Linked DNA regions of Mus musculus: region 2 is linked to region 1. Evidence: chromatin contacts called from public promoter capture Hi-C data. All regions are on one chromosome and are shown on one strand. The core of a region is the stretch at or near the end of the contact, and the rest is flanking DNA. Distances in the headings are between cores, read along the strand shown.

Region 1 (6,528 bases), core at 2,453-4,952:
GTCCATGAAACATATGTACTAGCCAGTCAATCTAGCGCGTGTGTGTGTGTGTGTGTGTGTGTGTGTGTGTGTGTGTGTGCCACAGGCTATGAAAAGCACTATCACCATCCGTCTGCCCCTAGTCTCTGACTTTCGCTGAGGACAGTATCCTTCAAACCCAGCATACCCACGTAGAGATGATCGTAGCCCATGGCTCCCACCTCTACTTATCCCTTCCTGTGTGTTTTTAGGAGTATACCACACATTGTGATTAAACGGGACACTACTCAGGCTCCACAGTAAGCACTTGCTATGTTTATTCCTGAGCCTTACAAGCCCTCTAGCTAATTAGAGGAATGCAAAATAATCCCCAGTGTAGGAAAACTACTCAAAAACACTGCTCAAAATCACAGACTGGAGAGGGGAGATTTGACTTGGGAACTTAAGTCAAAAACCTAGCCTTCATGTCTTCTGCTCATATGTATAACTTCATCATCTGGGCTTACCTTCTCCCTCATCTCCCTACACCCCACCCAGCTCAGAAACATGCGTGTACTGTTTTACTCTTCTCAGAATGGAGAGAAAAGGCCTTAAAGGCACGTCCTACTATTTGGAAGACTATTGGGTAAATACCCACTGCAGAATTTTTTAATATGATCATCTCAAGGGATTATTTTAGAATTGTTGTATGACTTGGATTTTATTTTCCTTCCTCTATTTTCCAAATTGTCAGATGCAGCCTGACAAGAACAATTAATTCACGGAATACATACACATGCATGATTAAATATATACAAGTATGAGGTCAATGGTGTGGGGAGTTAAGAAAGGGTCTCACATAGCCCAGGTTGGCCTTGAATGTACTATCCCCACCTAGAAGCTCTTAAATTACTGAGCACAAACCACCACATCTGGTCACCTTGACCTTCATCCCAGCCCTAACTTAAAAGAAAAAAAAAAATTAAAGCTAGGCAATCACTATGCAGCTTTGAGTCAGAAACTCACTATATGTAACCAGGGTGACATGGCCTGAACGTTAGAGATCTGCCTGTTCTTCCTCTCTGAGCTACGAACAAAAGAACGTGGTACACATTGATAACCTAGTCAGTCTCCAGACATGCATATTAATATTAATTGCAACATTTCTTGTTTTTCTCTAAAAAAAAATCATAATTCACAAGACTCTGATGGTGTGGCCGACAAACTCCATTTGAAGGAAGTTGATGACACCATGGAGGAGACTGTGAGAGTATGCAGCATGGAAGAGAGGAACTCCAAGCATGAGCAAGTGAAGTGATCCAAGAGTTAGAAATAGCCATTAACCAATGATCAATTGAGCCAATTAAGAGTATGAGGCACGATGGTGGCGCAGCCTTTAATCCCAGCACCGTAGAGGCAGAGGAGACCAGCCAGGGCTACACAGAGAAACCCCCCTATAAACAGGCAGATAGATAGGTTAGGTAGGTTGGTTGATAGGTAGGCAGGCAGGCAGGCAGGCGGTAAGACAGACAGACAGACAGACAGACAGACAGACAGACAGACAGACAGATGGCAGCCAGACCAAGAATAGGCTAATGCCTCCAAAATGTCTTTTGGTGCCAAAGCTCGGGAGTACAGCAGCTTTAAAGATAAAAACTGCAGTTACATCTGTATTCAAGGGAGTTGAAATAATCCTGCAACATCTGTCTTTTTACAGAGCTTAACAGTATCTTCCATATTCCATACTTTCTCCAGTTATTTTGATTGTATGATTTCGCTTGCAGATAACACTAATACGTATATTTGGTTAAAATGCGTGGACCACACTCAGGGCCAGTCTCAAAAGTGATGCTAAGGAAGTTATAGGTACTGGGGGGTGGGGGGAGAGGTGGGGGAGGGAAGCAGAGAAGGAGCACAAACTGCAGTCACCTCACAGTAATTCCAAGCACCAGGGTGAGAGAGCCTAAAGATGGAGGGCAGTTGCAGGATGGTAGAGAACCTGAAGGCCAAGATTGGAATTTGGGGTGTGACATGGTCGGAGTCTCTCATTTAAGGTTAGCCCTCTCTGGATGGTCAAAAAGATTAGGTTCTAGTTACTTTCACTCTCACATCTCTGTGAGACTGCCACACCATGTTATCTGCAGTGGTCTTAGGTGCTAGGAATGGCAGAAGTAGGGTGAGCACCATAGAGCCAGAATCCTTAGAGACAAGACACAAAGATGAGGGCAAGAGGGTAGGGGAAGCAAGCAAGCCCAACTTCCAGCCTGGTGAGGTTATCTTGTCACTGCCAAGAACGATGGTTGGGAAGATGCTAAGGTCTTAGCTGCTACAAGTTCCTCCATGTCGTCATCTCAGGGAATCATGCTGTCCCTTCTCCACCTGGCTTCTAGTCCTCCTCAGGCCTGGCATCCATGCCTGCCCTTGTTTCTGACTGGGCAATGCATTTCTGCTCTCCCCTCTTGGTCTCCCTCTAGTGGGTTTCATACCAGTTCTATTAGTTTGACTTATCCTCTCTCCCCAGTATTGCCTACTGCTTTACAAGGACATTCATCAAACCTGAACCTCGGGCCTCTGTATCCCAGGGTCAGTCCTGGCCTCTGAACTTTGTGCAGGAATTCAGATAATGATCAGTGTTGGGGTTAGTGAGGGACACAGCAGGTAGAGGGGTACTTGCATCAGGATTTGATGAAATGATTTGATCCCTGGCAGGAAAGATCTGATTCCTGATTTGTCCTCTGACATACATACATACATACATACATACATACATGCATGCATGCATATATACATATAATACACACACCACAAATACACAGAATTTTTTTAACTTATTTTTTTTTCTTTTTTAAAGACAAGGTCTTATTATGCAGTTCTGGCTGGCCTAAAACTCACAAAGATCCACTTGCCTCCTGAATGTTATTCTTTAAAAAAAAAAAAGTGGTAAGCTTCTTGCACAATCAAATGACTGTCAACAACAACAAAACCAACAACAAGAAGACAAAAAACAAAACAAAACAAAACCACTGTTTTAAAAGTTTTTATTTTTTTTTTAATTTAATGTATGAGAATCTGCACGTACGCCTGCATGCCAGAAGAGGGCCCAAGATTTCACTAGAGATGGTTGTGAGTCACCATGTGGTTGCTGGGAATTTAACTCAGGACCTCTGGGAGGACAGCCAGTGCTCTTAACTGCTGAGCCATCTCTCCAACCCCCAAAACCACTACTCTTATCTCAAAGGAGTAAAATATTTTATTCTGGAGTTACCCCAAATTCCATGTTCCTCTTTCACATTTGCTGGTGGAACATCAGGTAGGTGGAGACGGTAAACCGGAATCTCAGCTACAAGTCTCAGATGCTGATAGCATCCTTAGCCTTTGGTTGGTGGGGGCCTGGGATTGGTACATTCCAAACAACTACCTAATAGTCCCAGAGATGCGAGGTCTCATGCAGAGGCAGGTAATAAGCAGCTATTATGGGGCTAACGATGGCCCTGGACTTACAGCATTCCAGGCGGCCCACATCCCTGAGATATAAGCAGTGAACCAGTCTCTCAGGAGGTTTGTGGAAGGTGTGGTTCTTTCCACCTCCCTTCACATGACTCACCCTGGACTGCTTCTTTTCTGAGAGCTGAGACCTTTCTGAACAGTCAGTCTGCCTTGCCTTTTCAGTATTACTACTCAACAGCTGGGTAGGACTTTAGCACCACGAAAGGAATGAATACAGGAGTGTCCATGAGGACTTGGGTCAACACAAAGAGGTGGGGCAACAGTCGTCACGGCAACTAACAAACATGGTCAGATGGAAGAGGACAAATACAAGCTAAAGCCCTGGGAATACTGAGTAAAGTCTTCCTGAAAGAGAAGACAGAAGCTCATTAGATCATGAGCTCTGACCAACCTCGACTTGCCACGAGTGTAAAGGCCATAGCTAGTTTCTATGCAAAAGACCCAGCAGACACACCCCTGCTTTTGGGGTTTTCTTGCTTGTGTTCAGGCTGTGTCTTTCAGTGAGGTGAGTACCAATAATTCTGCACTGTCAACACACTTTTCCTTGTTCTTAGTCAATTACGTAAGTAGTGTGTTAGGCCCTGGTACTTTCTCCAGATACCCAAAATGCTTTCAGACTTGTAGCTTGCACCTAAAGCCCCACCACGGAGTGTCAGCAGCTTATCTATCTTTGGGCCTCCTGGCTCTTGCACCTGGTTCCCCTCCTCACTCTGTTCTCACAGAACTCAGGAGCGTGTCCACTCTGGACTCTCCCAGATGCCCCTGCCTCTGACTATTCCTCTGTTTTATCCACAATAAACTTTCTCCTATGCCACTAAAAAAAAAAAACCAAAAAACAAAACAAAACAAAAGAAACAAACAACATAACTGGTAAGCTGGCAGCTCAAGACCCTCAATAAAGCAGGGCACGGTGCTGGCCTGGCCTTTGATCCCAGTGCTCCAGAGGTAAAGGCATTGGCAGTCGCTCAGTGCAAGACTAATAAAGCCAATATGCAAAGGCAGTAGTAACAATCCCAACCGATTTCAACCGATTTCTCTGAATGGACTTGGTTGGCTCTGGTCATCACTTTTAGGTTGCGCTATCTTTATATACACTTAAAATGCAGGAGTCAAAATGGATGAGGTGGTGCATGCCTTAAAAAAAAAAAAAGGCCAAGACCACATAATTAACAAGAAATATAATGGACAGGTCCAGGGAATCCAACACCCTCTCCAGGCACCAGGCATGCACGGAGTACACAGAGTTATACACAGGCAAAATACCCATGCATGTAATAAAAATATTATTTGCAAGTAAGAAATGTGTTTTTAAAAATATATTAGGCAGTGGGCAAAAGCAATGGATGCCTCCCACCCCAGTCCCCAAGAAAGGAATAAATAACACCTGACACAGTCTACTTATGAGATCTATGCTTTGGAAGGAAGAAAGTAGTCATACTTGTATCATGTAACTTTGATTCTATGGATGTGACGAGGCAGGGCTGGCCTAGAATCTAGTCAAGGCTGAGCAATAGGGACCTAAGATCTGCAATTTTAAAAATACCTAGTATTGACAGGCTGGGACATGTAGCAGGGAGAACAAAGCCCAGAATAAGTAGGCCTCAATAGTTCACTCTTAGGAGGCTAAGGCAGGAGGAGCTCTATAAAAAAGGACTAGTTTCGGATATACAGTAGAACCAAGGCTAAGAATCAGGACACTGCGCCACAACAGTTGGCCACTTGTTCTCAGGAGCAGTGAGTTGAGGCTGCTAACAGGGAACTACGAGTGCAGACACACATTTAGAAGGCAGTGCCACGGGTATATCATATCCATAAGCAGCTGGAAAGATGGTTCAGTAGTTAAGAGCAATGACTCCTCATCCAGAGGTCCTGAGTTCAATTTCCAGCAACCACATGGTGGCTCACAACCATGTGTAATGGGATCCGATGCCTTCCTCTAGTGTGTCTGAAGACAGCTAAAACCATAAAAGTTGCTTCCCCATTGAGACCTATGACCTCCCCAGTCACAGGTTTTTGCTCTGGCTTACAATACCAGATATAAACCCTGTCTTGTAGAACAGGCCTTAAATCAAATGGAAAGGCTGTGAAGCAGCTACTGCACAAACAAGCACACCCTGGCTGCAATGTTGGTATTTTGCATGTAGGGTCCACAGCCAAACAAGAATGTTGCTGACAGTTCTCTACTAGCACCCTATATAGCCCCAACTGGCACTATGAAAGCCACCCAGCAAGATGGTCGTTCAGTCCCAGCTTAACTCCTTCATGTCCTGCAGTCTCATCCTGCATACTCAGTATCTTCAGCAATGGGATCTGACTAACTAGTTCTGGCATACAACCAACAGCAGTAGCAATAGCCTTTACATTTTGGGGGGGTCTCAGGGGCTTCCCTGGCTAACAACTCACAGGAGGTAGAACAACCCTAGCATTGGATCTTCATTAATAATCATTGGATTATGTCCTCTGGGAGTGCCCTTTTCTACCCATATAGGGAAACTTGAGATTTTTTTTCCTTTCAATTTACCCAGCCACTTTGGTTGTAGACAAGTGGAAGTACCATTGTACCTAGTTGTCTTTCCAGGGCCTTTCCAAATCTGCAACACTCACAGGTTTTATACATACATACATACATACATACATATATATATATATGTATAGATAGATACATATACATATATATGTATGTATATGTATCTATATATATATATATATGTCACTACATAACAAAACCATTTTTAAGGATGGGCAGGACAAGGCAACATTCCAAATCATCATCCCAAAACAAAAGGTGGAGTTACAAAGATAACCTTGGTGAAGCGCCCTGAACGTCTGCTGTCATGTATTCGGAGCAAGTACCAGGTGACCCCAGAGGCTCAGACACTAAAGTGAAACATAAACAAAGTCTGGGTGTGAGGCAGGGTTGAATCCAACAGGAAAGGTCGCATCTGCTTGTATCAATTGCTTCCTTGGTCCGCAGACCAAGGCTGGGTAGAAAGCCTGAACAGGAGGCTTTAACTGGGTTTTTATAATCCTAATCCTTCTCTCTGAGCCATTTTCACAGCCTGG
Region 2 (6,528 bases), core at 1,052-3,551, 240 kb before region 1:
TTGTTCCTCAAAATACCTCAGCTTTAAAAATCACTGTATTGTATCTTATATAACTTTCTCCTCTCTAACTTCTAAGTCTTCACTAAAACGTATCTAGAGCCAATTCCTTTTGAAAAAGTCATTTCTGACACAGTGTCTCTTTGCTGTCAATCAAAACTGAAGATTTTCTTCGGCTGCAACATTAGTACTGTAGAAGATGTGTAGTGCATGCCAAGTATTTAGCTGATTCAAAAATGTGTAAGAAGTAATCCGACATAGGCCTTCACCTATAAAAGGAAAAGAAGCAGTAATGTAGCAAATGTTACATGACAGGCACTATGACAACTAACTACCTTTAAGTTGTCTCTCCATTTTACAAAAGGACAGCTCAAGGTCAATCTTTTCAAGGAAATACAGTGTGCAAGTGACATCTTGGCTTGAACTCAAACCCTAGCTCCCTTAATATCAAGAGAAATAACAGTCCCATGTGTCAAAGCAGTAATTATTATAATAGGATTGGAGATGGAACTTAATGGGATGAGAAACCAAATGAAAGGGAGGAAAACTGATTCTGATTTGGAGCAGAGAAAGAAAAAAAGTTTTGAAGAAGCTCCCCAAATAAGGTAGTCCGGTTAAACTTTAAATGTTGGGTTTTCTGTTTTTCCACTTTTAATAGTGTTAGGAAGTTTGACTCATCATAGTTAATTAGTTACAGACTGACATTCCTCCAGAGGACACAGAGGTAAAAGAATACAGAATGTAGAGATTTGGATGAGATAGTTTTCAATTGACCTTTTTTTTTTTCTCCCAAACTGTATACCTGGTGTTTTATAACATTTTCATTGAAATGACTTACTTTCACTTAAATTAATTTTAAAAGAAAACATTATCAAAATACTCTAAATAGAAAACAATACAATAGAAAGTAACTATTTTTAAAAATAACTCAAATAAAAAGTATTAATTCCAAAACTCTATGAGCATACTGCAGTTGGCTCAAAACCTTGAGCCTGCTCCCTTTGTTAAAGTGTTTCTGGCTGGGGCTGGAGAGATGACTCGGCACTTAAGAGCACTTTCTGCTCTTCAGGAAGCCAAGTTTGGTTCCCAGCACCCATATTAGTCCATTCACTCCCATCTGTAACTCTAGCTCCAAAGGACCCAGAGGATCTTCTGGCCTCCATGGGTATGTGCACAGGTGGTGGACTTATACACGTGCACATAAATAGTCATAATAATTTCAATGTCTTTCTGGCCGAGGATGGATATAGCTCAGTAAAAGACCATGCTGAACATGTATGAGGCCCTGGGTGTGTACCACCAGCGCCCAGCTACAACTCCATTTTTCAGATGTGAGAGCTGTCATATACTAAGTTGAATAATTTGCCAAGGTCACTCCACTAAGTAATTTAATACAATTTGAAAGTGTAGTGGACTCCAGGGCTCAATCTGAATGATTTCATTTGTTGTCCCAGCTTAGAAGAATTGAAAAGAAAACTACAAAGTGAAGATATGATTCCCTGTCTGTGGGTGACTTTCTGGGAAAAAAAAATTCAAAAGTTAGCATTAAGAGTTGGAGTTTGTTAGGAGAGGAGAGTTGCACTTTGGATTTAAATTCTTTTTTTTTTTTTTTTTTTTTTTTTGGTTTTTCAAGACAGGGTTTCTCTGTGTAGCCCTGGCTATCCTGGAACTCACTTTTTAGACCAGGCTGGCCTCGAACTCAGAAATCTGCCTGCCTCTGCCTCCTGAGTGCTAGGATTAAAGGCGTGCGCCAGGATTTAAATTCTTAGTTGGCTTCTTTTTAATGGTGTGACCTTACAGAGAGACTTTGTCTCCTAGTTTGCTTCTTTATCTTCTAAATGAACCTAAGTAATAATGCTAGTTCTTAACCATAAGGAAGGAAGGGGTCAGTCCAAAAAATCCCTTTTAAGGAAAAAATTCTGTAGTCCCAGCACTCGGGAGGCAGAGGCAGGCTGATTTCTGAGTTCCAGGCCAGCCTGGTCTACAGAGTGAGTTCCAGGACAGCCAGGGCTACACAGAGAAACCCTGTCTCGAAAAGAAAAAAAAAAAATTGTAGTAAATTTTTTGTTCCTCGGCCTAATCCTGCTCTTTCAGCTATTGGTGATAGTTGCAGGAGATTACCTTCTTTACTTCAGAACAAAAGACATCTGTAGCAGAGAGACACTTTGTCATGAAGCCTGGTAACCAAAGGGTGTCTTCAGATAGATAACTATCCGGCTTGTTAATGCCTCATCTCCTCTCAGAAGCATTAGTTAACACTTGTACAGTTAGTCTCCCTCTTCCTGTTTAGAACGGCCCTGCATGGAGGCCAGAGTCCGGTCTCTACCAAGCTCCTACATAAACAGTATGTGGTAGCCCTCCTGTGATAACAGTACATGAGAGGCAGAGACAGAAACTCCCCAGAGCAAGCTGACTAGATAGACTAGTCAATCAACAAGTTCTGGGTTCACGTGAGAGACCCTGCCTCAATGTAGTAGATAAGGTAGAGAAGGATTGAAGAAGGCACCTGATGCCCACTCCTGGCCTCCGTATTTTGGGAACTATTTCCCAAAAGTAAAGACTAGTGTATAAAGTTTGTGATGAGTACACTTTTTGAAATTCTAGCTTCTCTCAAGAGAATTCTAATGTGCTGGGCTTTTTAGTCCTCAGCCCTGGGAATGAATGGAGTATTGTTACTGATTAGCTAAGCACAACTCAGCACATTTTAGGACACTGAGGACGGACCTGGAGGGATTGCAACACCAGTGCTATTGAGTGGCTTTCTGTTTTATTAGCACTGCCATAATATGGCACAGACCATGACTTGAAACTTAATTGGAATGTTTCTGAAAGTTTTACCCCCTGATTTTGGGCTTGGTTTGCTATCATTTAGGTGTTTCTCTGTGTGGGGTTTGCTTGCTTGCTTGTTTGTTTGTTTTCAGGTAACCTCACTGTGGTCCCAGACAGCCCAGAATTCACTACACATCCCAGGTTGGCACCACACTTGAGAGCCTCCTGAGTACTAGGGTTATAGGTTTGCACCATCATGCCCAGTATATTTCTGGACAGGAAGTAGAATAAAAGGCTTTTAAAGTTCTGCATGGGTGAAATGGTTCTGCAGGTAAAAGCATCATTATCCCAAAACCCAGTGCCCTGAGTTTGGTACCTTCATGGTAGGAGAGACCTGACTCCTGCAATTTGTCCTTTGACCTCCACATGTCTACTACAGTGAGCAAGAGCACACGCATGTACACAAACACACATACACACACACTAAATACAATGCTTTTTTTTTTTTTAATTAGGAGCTGAAAAGATGACTCAGCAGTTCAGAGTACTTCCTGCCCTTGCACAGAACCCAAGTGTGGCTCCATGTACCCACATCAGGTGGTTCACAACCATCTGTAACTCTAGTCCAGGGGACCCTGATGCCTTCTTCTGACCTCTGGGTACCCACACAGAAATGTGGCATGCACTCATGAAAACACACATACATATAAATAAAAATGAAGTCTATTTGTAAGATTGACTTATTTTTTTATTTTATGTACATGACGGTTTTGCTTGCATGAAATTGTGTGTACTGTAGATCTGAGGAGGTAAGAAGGGAATACCAGATTCCCTAGGCTTGGAGTTACATAGAGTTGTGAGCCACCATGTTGATGCCTGGGATTGAACCTGGGTCCTCTGCAGGAGCAGTAAGTGCTCTTAACAACTGAACCAACTCTCCAGCCCCAAAATAGTTAAAAAGAAAACATTAGGAAACAATTTCTGGAACCTACAACTGAAGGAGTAGGATTCTTAGGCCTAGGAAGTATCACGTAGTCAATTGTTTTTTGGGTTTTTTTTTTTTTAGCTAAACCTCTTTAAATCCTTGGGAGTTTCAATCTTAAACACAAATTGTCTCAGCTCCAATAACTACTTTTGATATTCTGGAAATAAATGGATTTTTTTTACTATCATAAAGTTTTTTATTATTGATGATGCATTCGAGCTTAAACTCTTTCATATGTTGTGAAAAACTGAAGATATTTTGCAATGGGCCTAGTGCAGATGGCCTAATTACACAAGGGCGGGGTGGGGGTGTGTTTATAGTGTTAACCAATAGTTCGGTTCAACCTGAGGAAAGCTCACACATTAAGAAGCTCAATAGTTATCTATTTAAAGATATGGGTAAAAGAAAGCCAGAGAGCCCTGTGCTTTCTGAGTTGTCAGAGCCGACCTCCAGCACTTCCTGTGTAAGGGATGAGCATACACCAGGATAGGGTGATAAGGGGACAGGAAGGAGGTTTCCTCTGGAGCCAAGGGGAATAGGACTGCTGGCTTTCGATTCTTTGGTGGTTCCGTCTCCTGAACCTGCAAAATCACCAGTATGGGAGGTAGGAAAGGTTTCAGCCACAGAGAAGGGTTCTCTACCAGAAGCTGGCAGTGGTGTATGGGACCTGGCCAGAGAGTCCAGGTTTTCCATACACAATACCTTTAACCCAGTGGATAGTAGGGAGGTAGAAAGTGCCTCCTTTAGGCCATCCTACACTGAAAGCTGACCATTCTTTACTGAAAAAAAAAAAAAAAGTCAGTCTCTCCCCACCCAAACAGTTAGGCCCAAATTCCCTGACAGGTGTTTGAAGTCCTCAAGTGTAACTGGACTAGGTTCGGTGGGGAAAGCTGCTGGTCTACCCCATGAGAGTTCTCAAGAGGCAAGATATTACCGTAATTTTAAGCCAGCCTAGAATACACAACAAGTTTCAGGCCAGCCAGGGCTACATGATGAAGCCTTGCCTCGAAAGCAAAGACACACCCCACCACCAAAAAAGTACTATTTTGAGCCAGATGTCTTTGCTGGAATTATCCATCAATGTGTAGTCATCTGTTGGACCTAGCAGAGATTCGTTTTGTTTATTGGAATGTTGTTTCCAAACATTCATGTGAAGCTTTGGGGTGTTTTAATTCTCATTTACATATTTGCCTAAGGGATAGAATAATACTGGGTATCCTAGGGTTTTATTGCTGTGAAGAGACCATGTGAACAGACACCATGACCAAGGCAACTCTTATAAGGACAATATTCAGTTGGGGCTGGCTTACAGGTTCAGAAGTTTAGTCCATTATCATCAAGGCAAAAGTACTTTCTCCCAACCTGTGACTGTTTTACATTCTTAAAGATGTCAGTAAACAAAATTTTAATTTAGTAAATGTCAGATTTATGAGTTTTTTTATTTTACAACTTTTACTTTTTTATCTTATTACTATTTTAGCATTGGCTTTTATGTTATCTATTATATATACATGTATATATATGTGTGTGTATATATATGCTTTTGTTTATTTCAGTCAAGCTGTGCAAGTGGACAGGACCATTTACATTTCTGGACAGGTAGGCCTGGATCCTTCCAGTGGACAGCTTGTGCCAGGAGGAGTAGTAGAAGAAGCTAAACAGGTAAGCCTGCACATGAGAGGTCCCCGTTGTAACACTACATGGTAATATCGAACCGTGGAGACAGTCTTTGATCCTGAGCAGTGATCACATGTGTTTTCAGCTACTCACTATTCGGTCTAAGACTTTAAAAAACTCTTTTATCTATTTTATGTGTATAAATATTCTATCTGCATGCATGTTTATTTAGCACATGTGTGCCTGTTGGATTCCCTGGAACTGGGGTTACAAGCGGTCATAAACCACTACGTGGGTGCTGGGAATCCAACTGTGTCCTCTGCAAGAGCAACAAGTACTCTCAACCAGGGGCCATCACTGCAGCCCCTTTAAGATGGCTTAACAACAGAGAAAACCACCTGCTTATTACCTGTGTTATCAAAAACAAATGCTGTTGTGTCAGATGGATTGGAAAGCTTATTTTCAGGGCCATTGACCTCCCTCCTCTTCCCAAAGTATGGATATGTAATTCATTACTGATGATTTGATTATTTGAGGTTTTATTTTGATTGGGGTTAGGGGTTGTTTTAAATTTTGAGACAGGGTCTCTTATAAGCTAGGCGGCTTTGAACTCACTATAAACTCACTAACCCCAGCCTCTTGCCTTAACCTCCCATGTACAATACCATATCCATCCCAGTATTCCTACAAAATAAAAAAACCTTTCACTACAATTCAGATTTAGTCCACTAATGGAAGCCAGTACATAATTGACTTGTGTGGAAATATCGGTTAAAGTAATTACACAGCATCGTCTTTGACCTTTCTTGACTTGATTCACAGGCTCTTAAAAACTTGGGTGAGATTCTGAAAGCTGCAGGCTGTGACTTCAATAATGGTGAGTAACTGGGTCTTTCTTCCCTGTTCATTGGTGGGTTTTGTTGTCTGTTTGTGTTGTTTGCAGCACTCAGGATCCAACTCGGAGCCTCATGCATGCCAGGCAAGCCAGCACTGTTAATGTGTGTTTGGTATGTCCTTGGTCTTTGTGGAGGACGTATAATAGCCAATCATCTGAGTATGCATGTCTTTTTTGGTAAAGGTTATGGAGTTGTTCGTTTACAGTATTCTGCCTGCACATATTCCTGCACACCAGAAGAGGGCACCAAATCTTATTATAGACG

Evidence for each region. Capture Hi-C pulls out chosen DNA fragments and counts their contacts.
Region 2: a promoter capture Hi-C map of liver shows a contact between it and region 1. The contact joins two enhancer-like sites. A contact is called at or near these places in 2 of 484 Hi-C or Micro-C datasets (cortical neurons and nephron progenitors) and 3 of 9 other capture datasets (adipose tissue, liver and pancreatic islet).

Annotation. Positions count from the first base shown.
Region 1 is chr15:34,251,700-34,258,227 of GRCm38.p6, reverse strand. All of the region lies in intron 1 of Laptm4b (lysosomal-associated protein transmembrane 4B), which reads right to left. Among named protein-coding and RNA genes, the nearest start is that of Laptm4b, 17 kb to the right of the region's middle. Within about 2 kb of position 3,702, at least 59 of the 459 cell types and tissues checked have an H3K27ac peak or open chromatin away from gene starts, as enhancers often do. A contact at or near this core is called in liver, where this site is marked.
Region 2 is chr15:34,487,459-34,493,986 of GRCm38.p6, reverse strand. It overlaps Rida (reactive intermediate imine deaminase A homolog), which reads left to right. Exons shown (of 6, transcript NM_008287.3): 2 at 5,308-5,413; 3 at 6,191-6,245. Among named protein-coding and RNA genes, the nearest start is that of Rida, 4.5 kb to the left of the region's middle. Within about 2 kb of position 2,301, at least 24 of the 459 cell types and tissues checked have an H3K27ac peak or open chromatin away from gene starts, as enhancers often do. A contact at or near this core is called in liver, where this site is marked.